Regions from separate parts of the Mus musculus genome. Here regions 1, 2, 3, 4, 5 and 7 are each linked to region 6. Evidence: chromatin contacts called from public Hi-C, HiCAR-type and promoter capture Hi-C data. All regions are on one chromosome and are shown on one strand. The core of a region is the stretch at or near the end of the contact, and the rest is flanking DNA. Distances in the headings are between cores, read along the strand shown. Region 1 holds the start of Syne4 (spectrin repeat containing, nuclear envelope family member 4). Region 2 holds the start of Rabac1 (Rab acceptor 1 (prenylated)). Region 3 holds the start of Zfp574 (zinc finger protein 574). Region 4 holds the start of 4930479H17Rik (a long non-coding RNA gene). Region 5 holds the start of Zfp526 (zinc finger protein 526). Region 6 holds the start of Zfp60 (zinc finger protein 60). Region 7 holds the start of Clip3 (CAP-GLY domain containing linker protein 3).

Region 1 (3,492 bases), core at 319-2,818, 2.6 Mb before region 6:
CACTGCCTACCTGCATCTGGACAATCCTGTTGTGGGCCAGCGTCCAAGACCCAAGGCCTCGTTCCAGGTCCTGCAGCCGGAAGTTCAACCTCAACAGACAAAGATGTAGACTGTCCTGTTCAGCTTCTAGTACTTCCAAACCAGAGTCAGAGTGCTGGAGATTCCAGGGGACCAAAATCAGGGCCAATGGGCCAAGACACTACCCCTACTCCCAAGCAGGCTGCTGCCTTGTGGATGTTTCTCTGAAGCCACACCCATTCGAGAACCAACATTTGGGCTGCTCCCACTTGGCAGCCCTTTACACCAAGGCTGAAGACATCTAATTTAAGATTTCCAGGTTCCCGAGCCTTCTAGAAAGGTCTTTATATGGGTCTAAACTAGGAAGGATAATGGAGCAGAGTACCCCCAAAAGGAATGGGGTTATTAATAAAATTCTCATTTCCTACTTGGTAAAACGTGGAAATATGTCCAGCTTGGAGATGATAAAATGTAACTCCAGTTCTCTGAGGCAAGAGAACTGAAAGTTCAAGGGCAGCCTGAGCTACACAGTGAAAGCATATCTCAAATAAGGAGGTCGGGGGAACCGGGGAGATGGCTCAGTTGATAAAATGTTTGCTGTACAAGCAAGTGCTCAAAGAACCAAGCATGTGGCACCGGCTGGTCAGTGACTGGAGGCAGATTCGTGGCGCTCACTCACCAGCCACCCTAGCCAGGTTCAATGGGAGACTCTGTCACATAGTGGAAAGTGACTGAGAGACACTGGCACCGGCACGCATGATGTGCCTGTATCCCTGCTCACACTTAGGCACACAGAGTAAATACACAAAACGATTAAAAATAAGTGAAATACTGATTGGCAACCAGATGTCCTTACGGTGTCCCTTCCTCCACAGCACCCCCCAGAATCATATCATCTGAGCAAGGGGCAGATTCCGGGGGACAGACAGGAAGTGGGACTGGAACAGAGGGTGTGCTCAGCTCACCTCACAGGGCTTGCCCCCGTCTTGATGCTCATGGGAAGAGGCCAGGGGGAGTCTTGAGGGGCTGGTGGCAGACTCAGTGCTCTTCAGTTCACCCATGCAATGCTCAGGCAGGCCCAAGGAGGCCTGGACCTGCTCTGGCCTAGAGAGGAGAAAGGTTGATGGGCCACCTGTGAGGCACAGTGTCTCCTTTTCCACCTCACCATATGCCCACTTTTCTCCATGTCCTTCTTCAGTCAGTCACACATGGCCCTTCCCACAGACCCCTCCCTCCCTCCCTCCCTCCTTCGGAACCACTATCAAGCCCCAGTCCCCACCTGCTTGTCTCTTCCTCAGGTGCAGGGCAGATGGTCCCTCCGACAACATCCAGCTCTCTAGGAGCTGCCAGGGGACAATTCACAGGCTCTGGCGGGAATTCACGGCCAAGAGGTGGAACCAGGGCCATGGCCGTGCACTTGGGGATCGTCAGGTGAGGATGTCCAGTAACAGCAGCCGCTTTCTTAGACAGTCCAGACCCCCATGCTTTCTCAGCAGGACTCACAGCCTAAGTCCGAGGCTACTGAGGGGCCCAGGGGCCAGCCTAGCTCCACCCCTTCCTGGAAGAACCTGGACTAGAGAAATCTGATGCCTGGCTGAGGTGCGGAGGCATTTAACTCCTTCCTCCCCAGCAGGAGAACCTAAACCTTCCAATACCACCCGCTCGCCATCGTGGGGCTTTGAGAGAAAACGTCACCCATCTCAAGACCTTGGATCCTGTCACCTTCAGGGACACCTGTGTCTCAGGGCCCGTCCCATTCATTTAAAGTCTCAGGTATAAGGATACTGAAAAAAAGTCCCAGCACCTGGCAGCTAAAGCCTGTCACCTCAGGCAAGCTGGTCTCAAGTTCAAGGCCAGCCTAGGCAACTTATGGAAGCCCTATTGCAAAACTAAAAAATAATGCAATTGTTGCCTGGGTTGTAGTTTAGTGGTACAGCATTTGTCTAGCATCCAAGAAGCCCTAGGTTCTATCTCCAGTATTGAAGGGGGAGGGGGGGGCAGAGAGAAAGAAACTGAAGTATCTCTTCCCATCTAGTTAAAAAAAAAAAAATCCAAAACGAGTAAAGGTATTTTCTGTTTATTTGGAATGGTGTCTTCTCCATGGTTTCCATAGTTACTGGGGAAATAAATAACCCTGGACAGCTACCTCTGCCCTAGGGTTCCAAGGTCTTAGAACCTGGTGGTCACTTGCTCAGCAGGAGGCTGGCGCGCAGCACACGGGGCACGCGGCGAATGGTCAGTGAGACACGGGTGCCGCGCACCAGGTGGGCTCCGGGCAGCGCTGACTTGCAAGCGGTGGCATTGGGTGGCAGCGAGGTGGCGTCCAGCTCATCCACACGGGTAGCTGAGATGCCGTGGAGCAGGCGTGTGTAAGCTGTGCCCCGGAGCACCAGCAGGCTCCGTGGTTCCACCAGCAGCGAGGTGATGGGCCGTTGAGGAGGCCTGGGCTGCGGGAATCAGTTGATAATGGTAAATGGATATCCAGAGTTTGGGAGTGTGTGAAAAGTCAGCGGGCATCCGTAGCTGGTCAGGGGACAAGGGTCAGCAGGCCCTCAGGAGTGGTAATCTATAGGTTCTGGGGACAAGACTATTGGCCCGCCGTGTGTGTGTGTGTGTGTGTGTGTGTGTGTGTGTGTGTGTGTCCAGTTCTTTGGGAGGAGACAGGGCCTATGCTGCATTTTAAGACATAAAGGGCTACTACATTGTGGGAGCTTCAGCTGGCATCTGAGGGGCTGGGACAGACATGGGCAGTCCTAGGGATACTTACGCAGAGCTAATCTGGGGGTGCACTGCTGGGGTCAGGCTCTAATACAGAGGTTAAAGGGAATGGCCTATCCCGGGACTCTGGCTGTTAGGGAGGCTTTACTCAGGAATGGTATTACAGCAAGCCTGCCTGGGTAGAAGAGATGGAAAAGACGGAACTTTAGGGAGTGGAGCTAACATCTGGCCAGGGTGTTCGGAGAGTTGGAGGAAGACTCTATGAACACTGGGGTATCAAGAATGCATGACTTAAGAGCTAGCAGTCAGAGATAAGGGTGTCCCCAAAAGAGCCGTGTGAGGTTAAGGGGAATCTAGAGGTGATAGAGCATATGACTAGAGTTTCAGGACGCTGGTATTAAGGTGCCCTGTACAGTCTAGGAGGACACAGGGGCACACATGAGTGAATGACACAGTGGGATATCTTGAGGATGTCAAGAATATGCATTGGAGCCAGGCACGGGGGCACACGCTTACAACGCTGGCACTGGGAGGATGGGACAGAAAGATGGCAAACGTGAGGCCAGCCTGGGCTACATACATCTGTTCACAAAAATAAGTAAACAGTAGTTTCTAAAAAAAACTTTGTTGGAACACCGTGTTGAGCTCAAGTGGTCTGAGGGAGGGTCACAGGTCATCCATAGCCTTAGCCATCCAATACCATGGCGACGTATGTATCGGTATCCCTGGGTATCATGGCAGCTGGGGCACCGTACA
Region 2 (3,035 bases), core at 306-2,805, 2.8 Mb after region 6:
AGAGAGGGGAGGATCAGCCATTCAGGGTTGGAGCACTTGGGGCTCTTTGTACTGTGACCTCTGGTGATCTCAGGACAAGACGATCCTGGGAGGGAGGAGTTGCATGGGCCAAGACCTCTCCTGGGACACCCACATACTCTGCTTCAATCACCTAGCACCAGGAAGGAGCATCCGCTTTGACAGAGGGACTCAGCACAGGACAGAAGTGGGGGAGGCCCCTTGAAGTCATGCAGCCGGCATTATGATCAAGGTCTCGAGTTCCTGTTAATATCTTCTGGCTTTTTCCCAGTGCCACTTGCTCTGGGAAGCACAGGAAAGAGCTCAGAGCCAAGTCCCATCTCCCACAGCCTTCTCGGATGTCTCCTACTACCTACTGACTCAAAACCCATCTAACGTGAGCCTCCTCCCTCAGGAACCTGAAAGTACCCCCTGCCTCATCACATCTCTACCTCAGGGTCCTCGCTTCCACTGTCCCAAAGGACTCCTTTCCCAGCTTCCAGACACCTATCCTAAAAATCCCAGTATTCAAATTTCTTACATTCTTTGAATTAGTTTGCCACTTTCTGCAACAGTGTTGCCTCTGGATCCCACTGCCTTCTCCACTGCCTTCTCCCGAAGCCCCGACTCCCACCAGGGCAGCAGAGACTTGAGGGTCATGAAATAGAAAGAATTTGCTTAGTCCTCTTAAAGAAACTGAATTGGTTCCCATAGCAGTCAAACCCAGCTGACTTTTGCCGCCAAACTGGTTTCCAAGGTTCTCTGTCTTTTCCAGTACTCTGGCCTTGTGGTGTCCCTCTTTAGTCTTTAGGCTAACTGTACATTTGCAGTCCTCCACTGATCTGAAGCAATGCTGGACCCCAAGTGGGAAACCCAGACACAATTTCCTGCTGAGTGGCCCATACTGAAATCCCAACCCGGAGGAGTTCCGTTCCCAGCACCCATGATTTCTAGACAGCTCATAATTGCCTGTAACTCCAGTTCCAGGAGCTCTAAAACCCTCTTCTGGTGGCACACACGCATAAACATATAAAAGTAAATCTTTTCTTTTAAAATGCAAACATTTATTTTTAAATCATGTGTATCTGAGTGTGGGTATGTGCACATGAGTATGTCTGATTGGCTAGAGCTGGAGTTTCGGGCAGTTGTGAAGCACTGGGTGTGGATGCTGGGAACCAAGCTATGATCCTTTGAAAGAGAAACAAGTAAGCCATCTCTCCTGTCTCACTTTCAAAGTAAATACTTTTAGGAAAGAAAAAGTAAATGAACTCTTTCCCAGACTTGCCCAGTTAGAATCAGAATATCTGAGTTTTCGAACAATGTTTTATTAAGCTCTCTCGAGCCAGAACGACAGCTCTGCACGGTCCACGGAAGTACGTTTCTGCCATTCGAACTCCCACAAAATCCTCTGTCCTGACAGTCCACCTGCTGTAGTCCACGCTGAGCCTCCTGAAACTACAATTCCCACAATGCCTAGAGGCTCCCGACGAGCTCTTAGCATACATCTCCCAAGATGTCTTGCGAGGCAAACCTGCCTCTTGACGCCACGATGACTACAACACCCACAATGCTTGGAGGAACAACTACCGCCCTCTAGAGCTCCCAACGACGCCACTTCCAAAGAGTCCCGGCTGGGGTGGGGCCGCCTAGGTGCTGCTGGGCTCCGGGCTATTTACAGCGGTTCTATCCACTGCAGTGCAGACATGGCGGCCCAGAAGGACCAGCAGAAGGATGCCGAAGGGGAAGGGCTGAGCGCCACGTGAGCAAGCAGGGTGTTACCCCCAGATCCGAGATGCAGGAGTCCCTCATCTCCTCAGAGGTCCTGGGAGGGACTCAGTCCTGTTGGCTCCCTCTCAGGACCCTTCCTCCTAGGGGTTCAAGGTCATGCTTGGGACCAGGTGTGCTAGAATCTGGGGTCCAGATTCTACCCTCTCCCTCCCTTCAGCTGCTCTGCTCTGCCCTGCCCATTAGGACCCTGCTGCCCAAGCTGATTCCATCCGGCGCAGGCCGAGAGTGGCTGGAGCGGCGCCGGGCGACCATCCGGCCCTGGGGCACCTTCGTGGACCAGCAACGTTTCTCGCGACCCCGCAATGTGGGAGAGCTTTGCCAGCGCCTGGTACGCAACGTGGAGTATTATCAAAGCAACTACGTGTTCGTGTTTCTCGGCCTCATCCTGTACTGCGTGTGAGTGCCTCTGCGGCCCCGCCCTCGATAGTCAGACCCCGCCCCCGGCTGCCAGGCCCCGCCCAGACCAGTTAGCCCACTTTGTCACTACAGGACCCGGTCAGTCTGTACTCCTGCATTCACCTGACCAGGATGTGGCCTTCGCTGGCCTAGAAGGACGTAACCTCAGTCTGTGTCCAAAGCTAGAGGGGCCTGGCTGACGCAGCCTCGGATACCTAACTCCTGTCTCCCACACTCTTCCAGGGTGACATCTCCCATGCTGCTGGTGGCTCTGGCTGTCTTCTTTGGCGCCTGTTACATTCTCTATCTGCGCACGTTGCAGTCTAAGCTTGTACTCTTTGGTAAGAAATCTCCTGCCCAAATGGCTCCTCGGGCCTTTCTGATCGTGGTCTCACGGAATGCAAACTTCCGAATAGTTGGGACCCAAGACGGCCCCCACCGAGCTGTCCACTAGAGTCACTTAACTTGGTCTTTAAGGGCTTAGACCCACCAGGTGCTCCCCTCCAGTCTCAGCTTCCCAAACCCAGAGAGACCCCAAAGCCCTGGCACCTCTGTCTCTTGTAAATGACTTAATCCAATTCCACTCAACCCCCCCCCCCCCCCCCCACGGAACGCATCAGCTGCAGATACCCACACTGCACACCAGGTGGCGACCTCATGCAGGCCTAGATCCGTGTTCCTTCCCAAGTCTTGGCCCTGATGATTCTCAGAGGGGAAGGCTGAGATCTGTAAGTCCGGTGGCCCCAGACTGTCACCAGGACCACTGGAAAGAAAGGTGTCAGGGAAGACCCAATGAGGGGAATCCAAAAGTTTCCGAGGAGACTTAAAATAAGTCTTTCATAGCCCAGCAAGCT
Region 3 (3,492 bases), core at 894-3,393, 2.7 Mb after region 6:
CCATCTCCATACTTTCCCACCTTAACCACTTCCTGATACTCAGACTCTTTAAAACAAGTTTAAACTAATCATATCAAGATCTTCTCAGCTGGGCAGTTCATGCTTTTAATTCCAGCCCTCTAAGGCAGAGTCAGGCAGATTGCTAGGAATTCACAGCCAGGCTGATCTACATAGTTAGTTCTGGGACAGGCTGGGCTACATGGAGAAACCAAAAGGGAAAAAGGCCCACCACAGGATTACCCTTTACCCGGAAGGTCCATCTCCACCAAAGTCTAATCCGTCACAGCCAGATGCGTCTCACCTTTCTGACACACCCCTAGAGTTTTCAATCACCCTTTCTCTCCACCAAGACCAAGTGTGCTGTGCTACTGCCCCAGCACACTGTCAGCTATTCACACTGACTTAACTCTAACTCATCGAGGAATGCCTATGTGCCTCCTCCCCAACCAACACTACCCTTTTTTGCATAAGGGTCCAGGCCAACCTTAATGAACTCAGCTGAGAACCCCGCTACTGAGTATAACCTAAACCTTTTTTTTCCCCTCTGAGAAAAGACCCAAATTCATCCTAACGCACTCCAGGGATTTTCAGATCCCTATTTCATACTGACTGAATTTCTCCTTTTTTGTAATCTTGGCCAGGAATAGCTGGCCCATCCTTCACAATTGCTTAACCTTTCACCTATCTCACTCAGGGTTTCCAATGTCTGTCACTTAGAAACTCCATCTGTACTCAAACCCTGCAAAAAGAGGTCCTCTTCATACTTAAACCTTCTCACCAGCAAACAACTATGGGGATACCCAAATCCCCCAGAGTTATCAATATGGTACATCCCCAAAATTCCTAGACTGCTCTCTGTAGCACACATCTCTGTCTCTCCAACTACACCCAAGATTGCTCGAATATTCCCTTTGGCCTACTTACCTGTATCTAAAACAAAACAATCCCTCCCCTCTAGCTCAACCTATTGAAACCCGTAAGAATAAATAAAGACCTCTGTCAATACTTTCCAAGCCCCACTTTCATGCGTTTATCGGTCTTCCTTGTCAGCATTACTCCGTTTTCCACACCTGATCCCTCCCTTCGCTCTAAAGATACCTCAAAAACCTCTTCTCTGCCTCAGCTCTTTCCAGGCAGAAATCGATTTTCCTCCCTGCGTTAATTACCTCCTTTCTCGGGCCAGCTCCCCACCCCGGCATCCATGAGTCCTCTAACCGTCCCCTTTCGATTCTGATCCCCATCCCAGCGCACCCACCCGTGGCCCCGATACCCCATGCAACCAGAGAGCCCTCCGGCGAGGCAGCTCTGGGACCTCCCCTTCCCGCCAAGGTCGGCCCCCGGCCTGCAGCCCGAGCCCTGCCCCTCCTCACTCAGCCCCGCACTCAACTCCAGTCCCCCATCCCACCCGCCGTCCCGGCACAGCCCCCGCCCGGCCCGCGCGCCCAACGGCCGCTCCGCTCTCCGCACCCGGGACGCGATCCTTCAGGCCTTCATCGTGCAGGCCGAATGACGCAGGCAAGCCGCCGGGTGGGGCCGGACCTCTGCGCTCCGGCGGGGACTCACCCGCCTCGGCCGTCTCGCCGGCCCCAGGCCGGGCTACGGGCTTCAGGTCCCTTTGCACCGCCACTCTAGCGCCGCGTCCTCTCTAGCGCCCGTCGTCTCGCCTGCTCCGCAGCCTCGCTCTCACCCCAGGCCGCCCTCAACAACGCTCCTCCCACCTTCCGCCTGGGCCGCTGCGAAGAACTGCACAATTCGCCCAATCATCGGCTGTCTGCCCCTGTCATTAGACCAATCGATGCTCAGGTTTCCTGAAGCCTCGACCAATAGAGCGGAGGGGTGGGATCGCGCAGCGCCCAGCCAATCCTTTAGCAATGTTCCCTCGCTGGTCGGCCTCCAGGTGGATACTACCCGCCTCTTTAATCCTCCCTGGAGGTTCTTCCTCTTCCACCTCTTCTCGGATTCCGCCTTTGATAGCTCGAAAGGGGAGCGCTGAGCGGAGAGGGCGCGATGACGTCGGGAGGCGGGACGAAGCTGGAGGCGCCATCTTGGGGGCGCCTGACAAGCTAGGCGTAGGGGATTCGGGCAGTGTAGGCTGTAGAGACACGCAAAGCCCTGGAGGCCGGCGGGTTACAGTCAAGGATCCCTGAGGGCCAGTGGCAAAAAAAAAAAAAAAAAAAAAAAGAGACACCACTCGGCGTGAATGGGAGAGGAAACCAAGCAGCAGCAGTCACACAGGGCAAAAGGAACAAAACAAGGCTTAAGACTTTTTTTTCCTATTAAGAGGATGAACGGGGAAATCGAGGAAGAGTAGAATGGAAACAAGATGTCAGGAGAGGGAGTTTAGAGGAAGAGGTACGTGACAGGAAGTGAGAAATGGAAGGAGAAAGGAAAAGCCCCGTTAGTAAGGTCCCTTGGAAGAAGCTGAGGGTGTGGGGTGGAAGACCTGAAGAAGGAAGTTTATGGGATTTGTAGTGGATCGAGTCAGTTGTTCTTGTTTTTGTTTGAGGCATGGTCTGGCTTTGTGAACAGGCTGGCCTCACAGAGATCCGCCTGACTCGGCCTCTCCTGTTTTGAGCATTAAAGGTATCTTTCCAGGTGACTGCCCTTCCACACAGTTACAGTTAAGGACCCCTAGGCATGGGAAGAATTTCCTGGGAAAACATGAAGTTCCAGGCCAGCCAGGGAGATGGTTCAGCGCGTAAAGCCACATGCTAAGCCTGATCTGGAGTTTTGATTCTGGGATCCACAGGGTGAAAGGAGAGAACTGACTCTTGTAAGTTGTTCTCTGACTTCTGCATATACCAGAGTGTGCATACATGAACATACACACACACACCTGAATGTAATATGGTAGCGAGTGACTGAAGAGATCCAGTATCCATATTTGGACTCCACACAAGTACACCACAGTTTTCAGGAAGCTCCCTCTTGAAGCCAAGGTTAAGGGAGTTATCAGAGGTGCATCTGGTTGGTCAAACTGTCCCCCGTTTCCCCAACTGAAGCTCAGAAAAACTAGGAGGGGTTTGAACACAGAACCACAGGTAGGTCTGAGTCTCCAGTTGTCACCATGTGTGTGCCCTCCTTTGGATGTCTAGCTGGATGTCTTCTTACTGGACTCCCTAGCAAGTATACCTACATGTTCTAACTAGGCTGCTTATCCTGGCCCTGGTACTTCTTAGCTGTGACTTTGGGCAAAACAACTCCACTCTGTCTCAGGTTTAGTTTTTTTTGTTGTTGTTGTTGTTGTTTTGGTTTTTTTTAGTTCTTCGAGACAGGGTTTCTCTGTATAGCTCTGGCTGTCCTGGAATTCACTTTGTAAAACAGGCTGGCCTTGAACTCAGAAATCCACCTGCCTCTGCCTCCCGAGTGCTGGGATTAAAGGTGTGCGCCACCATACCCGGCTTTTGTTTTTGTTTTTATCTCTGAAAAGGGATGCTAGTCTTTGTCCCGGGTTTTCGAGACACTAAGTAAATACTGCTATATAGAAATTAA
Region 4 (3,203 bases), core at 351-2,850, 2.6 Mb before region 6:
CTGATGGGGAGGGTGTCGGGGGCACCGGGGCACAACAAGAAAGTCCTATTTTTCTAAGCTCGGGCTGTTCCTTTGCCCTTGTCTGTCTGTGGGGACTGAGGGGTGCTGCGGAGGGTATGGGGGCGGGGGTTGAGGAACATCCCCTGAGGAAGGCACTTCCTGTCATTCAGCTTGGGGTCTCTGCAGAGGAGTTGAGGATAGTCATCTATAGTCATCCATATAAGCACTGGACGTTCTAGGGACCGAGCTGTGCTGTGGCTTGTGCTGGGGACTCTGACCCAAGCTGCCTTGCCCTCAGTCCAGTGGGAAACATGTCTTGAGATAGCCATACTCCAGAATACAGAGTTGAGGGATGCCCAGGGGGTTGTGTGCCCCCCCCACCACCGAAGAGGAACCTGAAGTATAGTTCAGGGAAGGCTTCCTGGAAGAGGAGGGATGTAATCTAAGTAGCATATCTGAAGGAGAGCATTGGGCAAAGAGCAGAAGGGAAGGCTCCAGGTGGAGGGCATAACATGAACAAAGGCTGGGTATTACCAGGCATTGGGTTGCTGCGGTACTGGTGAGGTGGGAGGGGCCAGCATCTGAGTGAGGTGCTCATGATGGCTAGCCACGGAGGATTTCATGCCTGGGGGCCGAGTGGGGGAGGTTGTGGGTGGGTTTCTAGTGCTTCTTGAGGGAGGTGAACCAGAGGCAAGGAATCCGTGGGAAGCCAATGTAGGGGTGAGGGTGGGTCAGGACCAACTTCAACCAGGGAAACATTGGAAGAGAAGAGTGGATGACACAGCCATTCAGGAAAGTGAGCAGATGGATCACAGTGCTCAGAGACCATGAGGGAGGGGCTTATCTAGAGTGATGCTCTGGGCTCTGGCCAGGGGAAAGTCCTCCAGGCTGCCCTGGCTGAGGACGAGGGAGCAGGGGCACAGCAGAGATGCTCTGTGGTCAGGGTGGGACTCTGCAGATGAGGGACCAGGGGAGGGCGAGTGGGGAGGGGAGATGGAGACGTTGGAGCCAAGGATAGAAAGCAGGGCTTAGCAGACAGAGTATCCCACCCCTATCATCCTCACACCTCAGGAGACAGAGGCAGGAGACCAGTAGTTCAAAAGCTGACACTTCAGCATGAGACCCATCCCCCCCCCAAAAAAAACCCAAAAGAATCTGGGAGCAGTCGCAAGATTGAACCATCTACTGGGGTTTCAGTCTTTAAGGTAGAAACGGAAAGCTTTTGGCAGCTGCACATGGAGGTGAAGGTGAAAAATGTCCCAAGAGACTGGTGTGTTTGCTAGGGGAAAGGTTACAGTGGGGGGTTGGGGGGTGGAGAGTCAGTGCCACATTGAACCAATCTAGCAGATATGAGTGTGGACAGGGACTGAGCCCTGGTTCAGCGTGAGTCAGAGCACTTGGCCTCATGTCTTTCCTGAGCTGGTCCCCACTGTGTCACTGCCCGGGGCCCCCTCACACAAGTGTCCTGGAAGTTTATAGGATCAGACACTGGGCATGGAAAAGGCCAGGCCTCATTAGAGGTGCAGGAATGGGGTCAACAGCAAGAATAGCACCCCCCCCATGCAAGTAGCTTCTCTGATGGCAGCAGGGGGGGGGCGGAGCAGGGGGGGGGGACGGGGAAGGGCCTGTCAGTCACCTGAGGTAAGATGATGTTAGGATCAGGGTGAAGACAGGCTAAGAGTAAACTGGAATTCTCTCGGTTTGGTACAAAGAATGTTCTGGTGAGATGACAGAACCTATTTTTCATGGTGGAACTTGAGACCTTCAAAATGCCCACCATTAACCATGGAGATGAGGCACTCAGCTCCCCAGTCCTGCAGCATCCCGAGGTCCTTTGTCATTTTGTTACTCTCGAGTAGCTAAGATCATGTGAGGCTATCAACAAATCACAGCATAAGCCTTGGGCCATGGGAGTTAGCAAGTGGGAAGGCTGGCTCAGTGCCACCTAGGAAATACCCACTCCCACCTTAAGGGGGAGCCAGAGTGCACCGTTCATAAACCTGTTGTTAAAATTTGAACTGTGTGCTAGGTCATGGGGCAGATTCGGGTACAAGTCCTGCCCTGCCCTGCCCTGCCCTGCCCTGCCCTGCCCTGCCCTGCCCTGCCCTGCCCTGCCCTGCCCTGCCCTGCCCTGCCCTGGCAGCATTTGTGACACGCACAAATGTTAAATAGGGATGTGTAGGCAGCAGAGGTGGATTTGACTCCAGCTGAGGAGTTAAGTCCCAAGCCGAGGCTGGAGGTAATTAGCAAGCAGTGGGAACAGTGTTCAGTGGACATGGAACGGCATATGATAAGGTATGCATTGTGAGAAAAAGGGAGAGGGAGGGAAGCCAGAGGTGAGATGGAGTGAGGGAAGGGAATTGTCATAATATCAGGCAGGAAGCGGGCGATGTAAAAGCCCTGTAAATTCACCAGAGGAGGGAGGATTCCATTCTAACTGACATGAGAAACCACTGAAGGTTCCTTCTGTCTTGTTTTCTTTGAGTTGGGGTTCTCACAACATTAGCCCCAGTTTGGATTCATTGTCTAGCTCAGGTTTCCTGACCTCACTCATGACCCTTCTGCCTGGGCCTCCTGAGCCCAAGGATCACAGGCGTGCACCGTCACTCCTGGCCACTGGAGGATCCCGGGCTATGAGGATCTTCCCGGATCTCAAGGAAGCTCCCATGGCAGATTTTGTGTGTGTGGAGGGCCAAGGGGAAGCACGGGGAAACTGAGGAGGAAGACACTGCAACAGTTCTGGCAGAAGGCTGTCTTAGACCAGGCTAGACCTGAGCTGACATCAATGACAGCAGCAGGCTCCTCCTTTCCTACCCCGAAGAGGACAGTGTGAACTACTAGCAGCTGGTCCAGAAGAGAGGGAAGGAAGGTTGTAGAAAGTAGGGGAAGAGGGGGAGGCCCGGGTCTCCAATCCCAGGATCCATCCCATAGAGCTGATTTGTCTGTAGGAAGAAGTGACCTTTGGCAAGCCAAGTACAAGGCAGCCAGCAGATAGAGGCCAAAAGAGGCTGAGGCTGTTGAGGTGGATCCAGGCCCAGTACACGGGGCTAGAATGGAGATGCACACCCAGTACCAGCCTACGACAGGTGTGGAGGCATGTGAATGGAGAATGATAGTGGTGATAGCAAAGTCCCCTGGAACTTCACAAGACACCCAGACTGCCCCGCACCCCTGTGCACAAACAAACACCGCCGGCATCTAGG
Region 5 (3,499 bases), core at 272-2,771, 2.5 Mb after region 6:
CTGGTTCTGTTTTGTAGAGACAGTCTATGTACAAAGGCTGGCCTTGACCTCACTCAGTATGTACACGGGGACGTCTGGTTCTCAGCCTTGTTTCTTCTGCCTCCCAAGTGCCATCGGCCACTTTCCTTACCTCTTTACTTGTGCTCATGCCAGGAGCATGGAGACTTTAGCTGGTAGCCCTGGCATACAGGCTGCTCATGTACTGCTCCCAGAGGGCAGGGATCTTAGCCTCTTCACCACCGAGGTGTTTCCAGTGCCAAGAAAGGTGCCCAGCACACAGTAAATACACAGACTCATTCAGTGACGAGTTAAGGCTCCCTATAGACGATGTCCTGGGACCTTAACCATCTCTGTGCACACTACATGTCTACCCATTTTATGCATTTCCATGATACATAGCCCAGTACAAGGCCCTGTTATTAGTTGATGACCAATAAACCATTTGCAGATAAATGACTTGCTAAATGCTCAGGAACCAAACTTTCCTTATCTACCAATTCCAAATACCCCATTAAGTGCGCTCTGTTTTGAAGCATCTCATCTTGTAACCCTGGCCTATCTGGAACTCACTATGTAGGGCAGACTGGCCTCAAACTCACAGAAATCTACCAGCTTCTCCCTCCCCAGTGCTGACATTGAAAGCGGGTGCCACTACACCTGCCTGGCTCCTCATTAAGTCCGAACCAGTCCATAAAGGATTTTCTTAGAAACAATCAAATGGGCTGGGGGTGGGGGAGGTTAGCATTCTGCCTTAGTTACAGCCTCACTGCCAAGACAGAACTCCCCTGGCTTGGATCAGAGCATGCTACATGGCTTGTAGCAGGTAAGGAGCGGATGCCCAAACTTTACAAAGTATGGATGAGCTCATACACAGAAAAACATGGTGCACAGGACCCAATCCTATGTGCTCTCTGAATTTCATCCAACTCAATCCTTCCAAAACTCACTTAACTTGCACACAATCCTAATAACACTGTCCTTCTAGAAAGTAGCACAGGTATCCCGAAATGGACACTTTTCCGCCTGCATTCTTTTCCCTCCCAGTCCTACACCGTGTCAGGGGGTAGGTGGAATTCAGCTAATACCTCTGTATACGGAAAGGAGATCTAAGCACCTACACCAGGGGCCTGAAAGTTCAACTTTCCCGCTACACTGCTTTTTTCCCTCCTACCAGATTCCTCTTCTCTGCAGCGTGAGAGCCCCCTGCAGGGGTGGGGTGTGCAAGCGAGCTCAAGCTGAGGCCAGCACAAGCAGGGGATCCAACGACGCCTCTAGGGCACACAGGAAGGAGCTGTCGATCATCCCGCGCTGCTCCAGCCCCAAGCGCAGGCCCCAAGGCTCTCCGACCCTGAGCGTACCCTTCCCTCTTCCTCCACTCTCTCCTTACACCCAGCGCTCTCTTCCCCGCCCGCCCTGCGGCGCCCTCACCCATCTCTCTTACCTCCAAGCAGCCCCTGCCGCTCTTGACACAGACCCTCCACTCCAGTAGTGTAGGACCCTTCACTATCCACGCCTCCCATTGGGCGGTGCTCTCAGGAGAGGCAGCCAATCAGAGCTGGTAGCGCAGGGCACGCGCCCTCGCGCCTGCGTGTTGGGAGTCAGGCGGGGCTCCGCGAGTTTCTCCACGCAGACACCAGTGCCCTGGAGGCGGTGTCCGGGACCAGGAGAGGCGCCTGCGCAGTTCTCCGGGGCCGCTCCTTTCCTGCTGTTTGAAAATTCAGCGGAGAAAAGTGTGCATCCTTATAGAGCGAGGTCGCACAAATGAACGTGGCGGTGCGAGACTTTGACAGGTGTTATCTCGTAGCAGAAGAGACTGAGCGTTTCTGACAGCGTAACTAAAAAGCCAGACACACTTGTACTTTTCCTGCGCCGCCTCAGTTTTTGCTTACGTGCAAAGTGGACTGGAATCGCATCTCCTGAAAGGTTGTTGAAGGCATTGAATTTTGTCATACACATAAAAATGTTCGGCTCGGGGCCTGATACACCGTAGTACTCACTATAGCCCACCCATCATAGAAGCTTTACCGTTTATAAATAGCTTTCCCCTTCCTCCCATTCTTTGTCTGATTCAATGATATTCACACAGAGAGCCCATACCGTGGACTCCACTGCCATCCGTTTCACAGGTGGAAAAGCTAAGGCCCAGAAAAGGGAAACAAACAGCCAGCATTGAGCCAGAGCCTCCCGCCCCTTAGGGAGACAATTCCGGGGGTGGAAACCAGTCCTAGAAGAGACCTGTCTTAGGCACGTGCTGGCCCTGACCTTGAGTCACCTAAGTGGGGGAGGAGGAGCGACCGTCACGCTCAAGGCCTCGTGTAGGGGACATGAAGACACCCTAGCCTCCACTTCTGTGACAGGATTGCTCTCATAGGTGCAGGTTAGGAGGGGCATCTGGGTGGCTCCAAGACTCAAGAGGGCTCAGAAGCGATTGTACAAAGGCTGTTCTAACCGTGGGTGTGGTGTCTATGATAGGAGGTGCTGATGGACGTCTTCGGAATGTGCTGCACACAGGGGGTGGCAAGGTCTATTGAGATTTGGGAAGAGGTATCATTCTGCTGCTTGCGACTGGAGAATTTATAAATTGGGGCTGGGGAGCTGTATGAGCAAGAATTTCCATGTAGGATCTGAGACAGCAGAGTTGAGTTGTAGGTTTCTGGTTGCCACCAGAATGGGGCATACTGTATTACAAGTCCTGATTATGAGCCTTGAGCGCTCCAGGGAGTCGGGACCCTCGTGACTGGTTTACTTTGCGCTGACAGCTGTTGGCACTGGTCATGTGGGTGTCTAGGACGTGATCAGGAGGAAGAGGTAGTCTGTGGGATGAGTAATTCCACCAGGTCGTGTCATAGGATTCAGGGGACACACACCGAGCCTGAAACCACCATCAAGAGCAAGACACAGCGAGGTTTTGCTCTTGCGCAAGCGCAGCAAGGGAGAGTCCGGACGCTTGGGTTAGGGGCGGATCTGGAGTCCTGGAAGGGGTGGAGCTTGAGGTCTGATTCTGCGCTTGCGCTGTAGGGGCGTGGCGGTCGCACCTGCGCGAGTTGGGCGAAAGAGGAGGAGCGAGGTGACGCAGGCGTAATAATAGAGAAGGTGCCAGAAAGATCCAAAACAAGTGGCTGCGGCCGTCGCCCAGAAGTCATCGGACGCTGGAATCTGGTGAGGATAAGAGAGGCCTAAAGGTGACTGGTGAAGGGTAGCTGGAACCACTTGGGTGCTCGGGTGAGGGCAGGATCGATCGCCCTTTCAGGGAGGGGGGGTCGGATTCAGACAGTACCACCTGTGTGGCGCTCAGGGTTGTCTTGGTCGGTCCCACTTGCAGGGGGCCGAGGGTCACTTTTGAAAGGTATCACTTGAGTGGGATGTTGGAGCTAGCAGGAAGGTACTAGTGGACAGAACCCGAGGGCTATGACCGGACATTTGCCATCCGAAGTCACCGGGCAGTGGACAAGGTGCCCTGCAATGGGCCATGTAGCTCATTCGAGCTGGTCGTCTAGGT
Region 6 (3,289 bases), core at 140-2,639:
CGCAACATTTGGAAAAACACTCTGCTCTATGGTATATTCACCTTCCTTGTTTTTGAAATAGGTTCTCACTGTGTAGGCCAGCTGGCCTGAAACGTGTTATGGGGATCAAGCTGCTACAGAATTCACATTGCCCTTCCTGCTTCTTTCTGCCTCGTTGTACCCCACAAAGCCTAGCTTTTCTGTTTGAGTGGCTTTCTTAAACATCCACCAGCAATCGCATTGTTTCTCACACTCCCTTGTCCTGCAGAACACTGAGTGGAATGAACCCAAGATGGCCTCACAGAGCAACAACTAAAGCACACCAGGCCCTTAGGATATGGCGGCACTGCACTAACAGGCTTCACCACAGGCATCCTAAGGTTCCTGACAGGCCTGGAGAGCCTGAGGGGACAGAACCAAGACTCCAACCCAGATGGAGGGGAGGGGAGGGGAGGGGGAGAGAGCCTACCACTTTCCCAATCTCAAAATCTACTAGAAAACAAAAACCTCCACTCTTCCGCTGCTTTGAAATGAAGACCTGTAAGAAGATCTAAGGCCATCTGACGTGTGACACCATCCAAATAGAAATCGATTTAGCACATCGGAGTTTGAAAGCCCTTTTGTTAACCTCTGTCGGTTCCTATCTATAACATGGTCGGTGAGGTGGGGGGAGTGATTGTAGACAGAAGATGTCAAGGGTCATTGAAACGATAATGTGAATACTAACTGGAAAGGGGAGGGACAATGTAAGGGACACAATGATGGCGGTATCAATTTACACGTTCCTTCTTCATTTACTGACAATTCCATATTCTAAACATAAAACCCTCATTTCTCGCACAGAGAGAAAGCGCAAACTCGCCCTTGAGCCTTCGGTGGGTAGCAACAACGATCTCACGCTCCTCCAGCCCTCCTTTTGAATAATGGCCTGCGCAGGGAGCCTGAGTAAGCCTAGATTACATCTGAGTAAGCCTAGATTACATTTGAGAGCATCCCCAGTGAGCATTTCCCCTCTCTTCCCTCGACACTCACACGGCTAGAGCTCTGAGAAAAGGCCAGTAGGCCACCCTCGGAGGCACTTTCGGCCTCAAATGCTCGTCACAAAGCTCAATCTGAACCACAGGGAAAGCTTCCCTTCAGACTCCGCCCCTCACCTCTCCTCAGTGAAGCTTGGTCCTCTGCTGGTGGCCGCGAGAGAAAGCGACAAGCACGGTGATAATGCAAATAGCTCAAGGTGCGTACGCAGAGACGCGCGCGCGCACACACAGCACCGTCCCTAAACACTCACACACGCATCAACATCCATCCACCCCACCGTCCACACCCACACCCGGACTCCCGGCCTTACTCTGCAGAGACCGAAGACACAAAGCAATTCCCTACTCAGACCAGAAAGACCCGACCGTCCGCTATAGCGCCGCCAGGGCACCGGAAGTTGCTTTACTTCCGCCGCGGTAGCCCCTGGGAAATGTAGTGCCGAGTGCTCAACTCGATGAAGCCTAGCGGTCTGTAGTTCAGAGAGATCACTGCACACAACTTAGGCCAGGCCATCTGAGAGCTATGCCAGTGGTTTGTGGGAGACGTCGTGTTCTGTCTCCCAGACCCCCCACCCCACCCCCGGACAGAATAGGAAGCGTGATCAAATCCGGATATAACTGGCGTGGTTACACTTTGCACCAAGAGGGATTCCACCTGCTGTGCTCTAGTAGGGACTATGGTAGATTGGAAGACACTGAACTAAAGAATTGGTTGGTTTTAAACGTGGTAGTTTATATCAGCGATTTCAGACAGCCAGATGTTCAGAGAGTCAGTGTCCCTGTTATCTAGATAGGAAAACGTGAGTGAGGACTAGTTGGATAAATATCAACAGAACTGCGCCCATTTTGAAAGGTGAATGACTAGCATGTGGAAGTATCTAAACAACCACCGACGTATGTAAACAACCACCGACGTATGCCTTGTTTATGTAGGGAAAACGTACTTAGTGTAACATGACATTGAAAGATCCTGACAGAATGTAAAAGGTCACACAAGCCCTGAAATTGGCAAGATAGATGTCACTGTTAGCAGAACTAGCTTCACTGATTTAGAAAAATAGAGGTGCACAATGCTCTGGCCACTCCTTGAACCCGTGTGTCTGCCAATGTTTTGACCGTTCCTTGAACCCATGTGTGTGCCCACTGATGAAGCCCATTGCCAGGTGTTTGTGATATTGGTTGCTGAAAAAGAGTCAGAAAATCTCCCCAGCAACAACAGCCCGGCCAATCTAGAGTTCCTACACCTGCACCAGACTCTTCCCTTGGACCCCTCCCATACCCATTTCTTGAGAATAAACATTGTTTAGATCTGGAAATCCCCTACTTCCCCCTTCTCCTTCCCCCCCTGAGGGCCTATAAAAACTGGGACCTCTTTCCCCTTGGGGTCGACTCCTCTACCCCTGCGTGGGATATGAGTCGTCCCCAGAGCTCTGGCTTTCCCCGAATAAAGCCTCATGTGGTTTGCATCAAGCTTGGTCTCTTGTGAGTTCTTGGGTGTCCGCTATTGTCCTGAGGCCTGAGCAAGGGGCTCCTCTCGGAGTCTTTCAACATGAGCTTTCAAAACCACATTTATTTATTATTTATATTTACACATATTTTTCCAGAACATGAGAGAAAACTAGTGTCAAGGTTAATGATAATCCTATTAGGACCACTAAACATATTAGACGCTTTGTAAATGATCTAAACGCCTACAGTATAGACAGATTAGATTTGAAATAAGTCAGTCTCAACCAGATGTTAACTACAGAAAATACGTTGATAAATACTCTAGCTGATTAAAAGTGACCATCCTCAGGCGGGCAGTGGTGGCACATGCCTTTAATACCAGATTTCTAAGAGTTCAAGGCCAGCCTGGTCTACAGAACCAGCAGTCTCTACACGAAGAAACCTTGTAACAAAAGACAAACAAAACAAAGTGACCATCCTCACAATAGTCAAAAGAAGAATTAGATTGATTTTAAAGTTGAGGCAGATTGGGGGACAAAGAACATTGCCATTGATGACAAAGTAGCAATTCATCAAATGAAGTTCAGTTTGTTTTGTTTTGTTTTGTTTTGTTTTCAAGACAGTTTCTCTGTGTAACAGCTCTGGCCATCCAGGAACTCACTTTGTAGACCACATTGGTTCATAATGGTTTGTGTGGCAAACCAAAAGACCTACAGTTTGTCCTGCCTGCAGAATGTTCTGGGACTAATAAGTGGAAACTTATGGTTTCTTTGAAAAATCAGTTGTGTAGGATGGTGATTGGCTGGGGCAAACACATGAAGGAG
Region 7 (3,243 bases), core at 108-2,607, 2.6 Mb before region 6:
ACACACTCCACTGTGCACAGTGAAGGTAGTATGTCCCTTCACTTGTTGGGTCTCTCTGAGAGCAAGGCTGATGCCTGAATCCTCCGTCCTCCACGAATGAAGACACTTCGTTTCCCCAGTTCCTCTCAGCTCCTCCCTCACACCCCTCCACCCCAGACCCTTGACTCCTGTGTTTAATTCTCCTGCAGCCTCCTCCTCCCTGCTCCGACCTGGGTTTTCCCCACATGCTACCTCTTAAGGGGAACCCTGTCTTTAAAAGCTCTTGCAGCATTCTGTGCTTGATAAAATCAATCTCATTGTCTCCTGTAATCTCATATTTAGCCTCATTTGTGGGACTGCGATTGGGGAGTTCTCTTGGCAAAGTCTTAGGAAAATCTTGCTCTGTGCTGTAGCTCCAGTTCCTAGCATAAAGTTAGGCTCGCAGTAGCTTCCAGACAGTGTTTGTTGAATGACTAAACGACTGAATTGATATGTCATGAATGGAGGACTAGAATTTTTCCAACCCCCATTCTCTAACAGATGATAGTGTAATTAACGAAGGAGAGCAGTCTAAAGGGCTCATCAACTAAGACTCCAGTGGACCACCTTCAGCATGCCCCCATCATCACCATCAACACAGCTCAGCCAAGCCACCCACCATCACCTAAAGCTCCAGACTAGATTCTAGGGTGGGGACAGTGGTTACCGTAGTCTTTGGGGAGCGGAGCAGGTGCTGAGGGGTGCACAACTGGCTTCTGCCGGCGCTCCTGGGTGGGGCTGGGGGCTTCTGGAACTGGTTCGTCTTCTTCCTCCTCCTCTTCCTCCTCCCCTCGGGGCGGAGGGGCCATTGGGGCAGGATCCGTCTTAGTCATGGTCCTCTGTAGCCCTTGGGGGCCTGTGCAAAGTTGGGGGGGTGGCCTGGAGGCAAACCCTTAAGATATAGGTCAGCATGAGAGGGCTCCCCACAGCGCGGGGGTCCAAGCCCCTTCAAGAGCCACGGGCGGCCCCCTAGTCCCCAGCTCTGGATTTGGGCAACCAAAGGGATCCCCGTTACTCGTTAGAAGGCCCAGGGATATGGGCCCCAATGCCTGCCACTTCTCTCAGGCCCAGCCTCCCATTCTTCTCTTCGGGTGCCAGGCCCCTGGGTCTCGGCCGCCCCCTCCCGGGGTTTGTTTATCTAGGGATGCAGGATGCTTCGCCCCTCCCCTTCTCCCCAGCCTCCCATCTTACCTCAGATGGCGCCGATTGGAGAGCAAGGCTGGGACTGAAGAGAGTTCAGGAGTATCGGGGTGTCAGTGTCGGGGGACGAGATGGGGGACGAGAGGGAGACAGAGAGAAGGGGACGAGGCCCAGACGCTGGCGGGGGATGGGGATGGAGAAGGAGGGGCGCTGGCGGAGCATGCGCAGTGACAAGACGCGGGGGAGGAGAAGCTGGGAGACAGAGCGCTGAGGCAGACGCTGGAGGCCACGGGAAGGGGCTAGACACTCGGGATCTCCAGAGGAATGGGAGATAGTCCCCTGGAAGGATGTGACAAACATAGAGTTGGAACAGGATGAGGTAGACAGAAGGACTAAAAAGACATGGGTGGGAACGGGTGTTTTCCTCCACTTAGCAAACCAGGTCGTGTTTAGCAGTGGTGAGTCTGGTACTGTGTCAGCCCTTTGTAAACTTCAGTCCTACTCCTTCTATGCTCATCCCACGTCCCACGTAAAGGGAGGGCCACATTTTTCTCTTCACTCTTACCCTCATCACCCAGGACAGAAAGGTTAGCCACCTGCTCAAGGATGGTGGTACTTGAACCAAGCTTTGTGGTTGCGGTAGTGTAGAGAGGTGACCAACGGTCTCTGGGTGCCATCTCTAAAAATATGTATCACTTCTAGCTCAGGGCCACCTCAGCCTCACACCTGCCTGGCCTTATCTATTACACCACAAATCACCGTGGCTTCGGCCTTCCACCTCTTCCTTCTAATGGGCAGACTGGGAATTTCCTCTTCGAGATAGTTCCAGAATTTTATCCTGCCTCTCCCTGCCTGGACCAGCCTCAGCCTCCTCTATTCTCTCTGTCCTCAGCCTGGCTGAACTGGTGCCGTAATAACAAGCTCTGCCTCTGGACCTTGCTGGACTCAGACACATTTGCTTGCCTGACACCAACCCCAGCAATAGCCAGTGTTAGTAGGTATGGTACAGGCCTACAACCCTGGCACTTAGGAGGCTGAAGACGGAGGCCTTGGATCCAGAGCCAACCTGGGCAACATAGCAAGAACCAATTACAATCGCTTCCTCCTCCACCTCCTCTTCCTCTTCTTTCTCTTCCTCTTCCTCCTCTTCCTCCTCACACACACACTCTCCAGTGTGGTCCACCATAGCCCACCATGTCCCTACATGACCTTGCCTGTCACCTCTCCATCTTCACCTTCCCTTAGGATCCACTTAGTTCACTTCACTACATCTGTACCACATCCTCACAGTCTCTTCTGCCTAGGAACTCTTCCCACAGACACCTGGATGGTTCCCTCCCTTCCCTCTTAGTATTTTACCCATAAGTACCTTTTCAGTGACATCTTTGCTCTTTATAAAAATTGTACCCACCCCCTTAGGTGTTCTCTAGGGCAATCCAGCCGTCCTCACTGTGATGGCCCAGATGGTAGGGGCTCTGCAGAGTTGCTCTTACCCTGGCCCAAGTGCCCTCCAGACAGGCTCCCTCTCCACCCACGTGTCACAGACACACTGCTGTCAGCCCCTCTCCTTCAGTCTTGATTGGCTCGGAGTGATTTGGTTTATTAGTTAACTAGTTCACCTTCTTCTCAAGCAGACATGAACTCAAAGGCAGGCATGGTTTGAGGCTGTGTCACCCCACAACAGGTGTTAGCAGGCCTGCTCATTTGTGACACGGTTGCAAATGGCCTAAGCTAGCCTTGAACTTGCTGTCATTCTCCTGCCCCTGCCTTCCTCTTGGTAGGATTACAGGATTACAGGCCTATTTTGGTTGGCGGGTGCTGGATGGAACTCGGGGTGGGGTGGGGGGTGGCTCTTATAGGCAAGCCCTCTACTGCAAGGCCACTCCTACACCCCCACAGATACAGAAGGCTCTTTAACACTGGACCCTGGTTTAAAGCAGAGACCCTGCAGGTGGAGCCAGTGTCCTGGTTGCCAGTCCCAGAGGCTCTCAGACAGTACAATGGACGCTTGTGTGCGCAGGCCAGCAGGCTCTCCCAGTACAGCTGCCACACCAGCTGTTCCAAAGCTCACAGCTGTGCCCGGTG

Evidence for each region. Promoter capture Hi-C pulls out the DNA fragments that hold promoters and counts their contacts. Hi-C and Micro-C count contacts between places; a contact is called where the count stands out from the background. HiCAR-type assays count read pairs that join an accessible place to other places.
Region 1: a promoter capture Hi-C map of hippocampal neurons shows a contact between it and region 6, with 3 times the contacts expected there. The contact joins the promoter of Syne4 here to the promoter of Zfp60 in region 6. A contact is called at or near these places in 2 of 39 promoter capture datasets (cranial neural crest and hippocampal neurons).
Region 2: a promoter capture Hi-C map of pre-B cells shows a contact between it and region 6, with 4 times the contacts expected there. The contact joins the promoter of Rabac1 here to the promoter of Zfp60 in region 6. A contact is called at or near these places in 5 of 39 promoter capture datasets (cranial neural crest, frontonasal cranial neural crest, liver and 2 more).
Region 3: a contact with region 6 is called in a Hi-C map of B cells, with 8 read pairs. The contact joins the promoter of Zfp574 here to the promoter of Zfp60 in region 6.
Region 4: a contact with region 6 is called in a HiCAR-type map of astrocytes, with 3 times the contacts expected there. The contact joins the promoter of 4930479H17Rik here to the promoter of Zfp60 in region 6. A contact is called at or near these places in 1 of 39 promoter capture datasets (liver), 1 of 115 datasets of contacts at active chromatin or transcription factors (astrocytes) and 2 of 9 other capture datasets (adipose tissue and liver).
Region 5: a contact with region 6 is called in a promoter capture Hi-C map of liver, with 2.0 times the contacts expected there. The contact joins the promoter of Zfp526 here to the promoter of Zfp60 in region 6. A contact is called at or near these places in 2 of 39 promoter capture datasets (cranial neural crest and liver).
Region 7: a promoter capture Hi-C map of liver shows a contact between it and region 6, with 4 times the contacts expected there. The contact joins the promoter of Clip3 here to the promoter of Zfp60 in region 6. A contact is called at or near these places in 2 of 39 promoter capture datasets (hippocampal neurons and liver).

The regions. Positions count from the first base shown.
Region 1 is chr7:30,312,892-30,316,383 of GRCm38.p6, reverse strand. Syne4 (spectrin repeat containing, nuclear envelope family member 4) reads right to left here and starts at 1,568. Exons shown (of 8, transcript NM_153577.2): 1 at 1,298-1,568; 2 at 984-1,122; 3 at 11-154. The coding sequence starts at 1,425. It overlaps Alkbh6 (alkB homolog 6), which reads right to left. Exons shown (of 7, transcript NM_198027.3): 7 at 2,081-2,465. The coding sequence ends at 2,202.
Region 2 is chr7:24,971,248-24,974,282 of GRCm38.p6, reverse strand. Rabac1 (Rab acceptor 1 (prenylated)) reads left to right here and starts at 1,555. Exons shown (of 5, transcript NM_010261.2): 1 at 1,555-1,756; 2 at 1,969-2,181; 3 at 2,425-2,522. The coding sequence starts at 1,701.
Region 3 is chr7:25,075,458-25,078,949 of GRCm38.p6, reverse strand. Zfp574 (zinc finger protein 574) reads right to left here and starts at 2,143. Exons shown (of 2, transcript NM_175477.5): 1 at 1,468-2,143. It also overlaps a transcript of Grik5 not described here.
Region 4 is chr7:30,352,343-30,355,545 of GRCm38.p6, reverse strand. It overlaps 4930479H17Rik (a long non-coding RNA gene), which reads left to right and starts at 1,600. Exons shown (of 3, transcript XR_881936.2): 1 at 1,600-2,295. It overlaps Lrfn3 (leucine rich repeat and fibronectin type III domain containing 3), which reads left to right. Exons shown (of 3, transcript NM_175478.2): 3 at 1-32.
Region 5 is chr7:25,219,447-25,222,945 of GRCm38.p6, reverse strand. It overlaps Zfp526 (zinc finger protein 526), which reads right to left and starts at 1,521. Exons shown (of 3, transcript NM_175436.5): 1 at 1,442-1,521. Dedd2 (death effector domain-containing DNA binding protein 2) reads left to right here and starts at 3,087. Exons shown (of 5, transcript NM_207677.3): 1 at 3,087-3,182.
Region 6 is chr7:27,729,509-27,732,797 of GRCm38.p6, reverse strand. Zfp60 (zinc finger protein 60) reads right to left here and starts at 1,389. Exons shown (of 5, transcript NM_029531.2): 1 at 1,328-1,389.
Region 7 is chr7:30,289,809-30,293,051 of GRCm38.p6, reverse strand. It overlaps Clip3 (CAP-GLY domain containing linker protein 3), which reads right to left and starts at 1,357. Exons shown (of 14, transcript NM_001360763.1): 1 at 1,210-1,357; 2 at 686-897. The coding sequence starts at 851. It overlaps Thap8 (THAP domain containing 8), which reads right to left. Exons shown (of 3, transcript NR_144498.1): 3 at 2,815-3,243.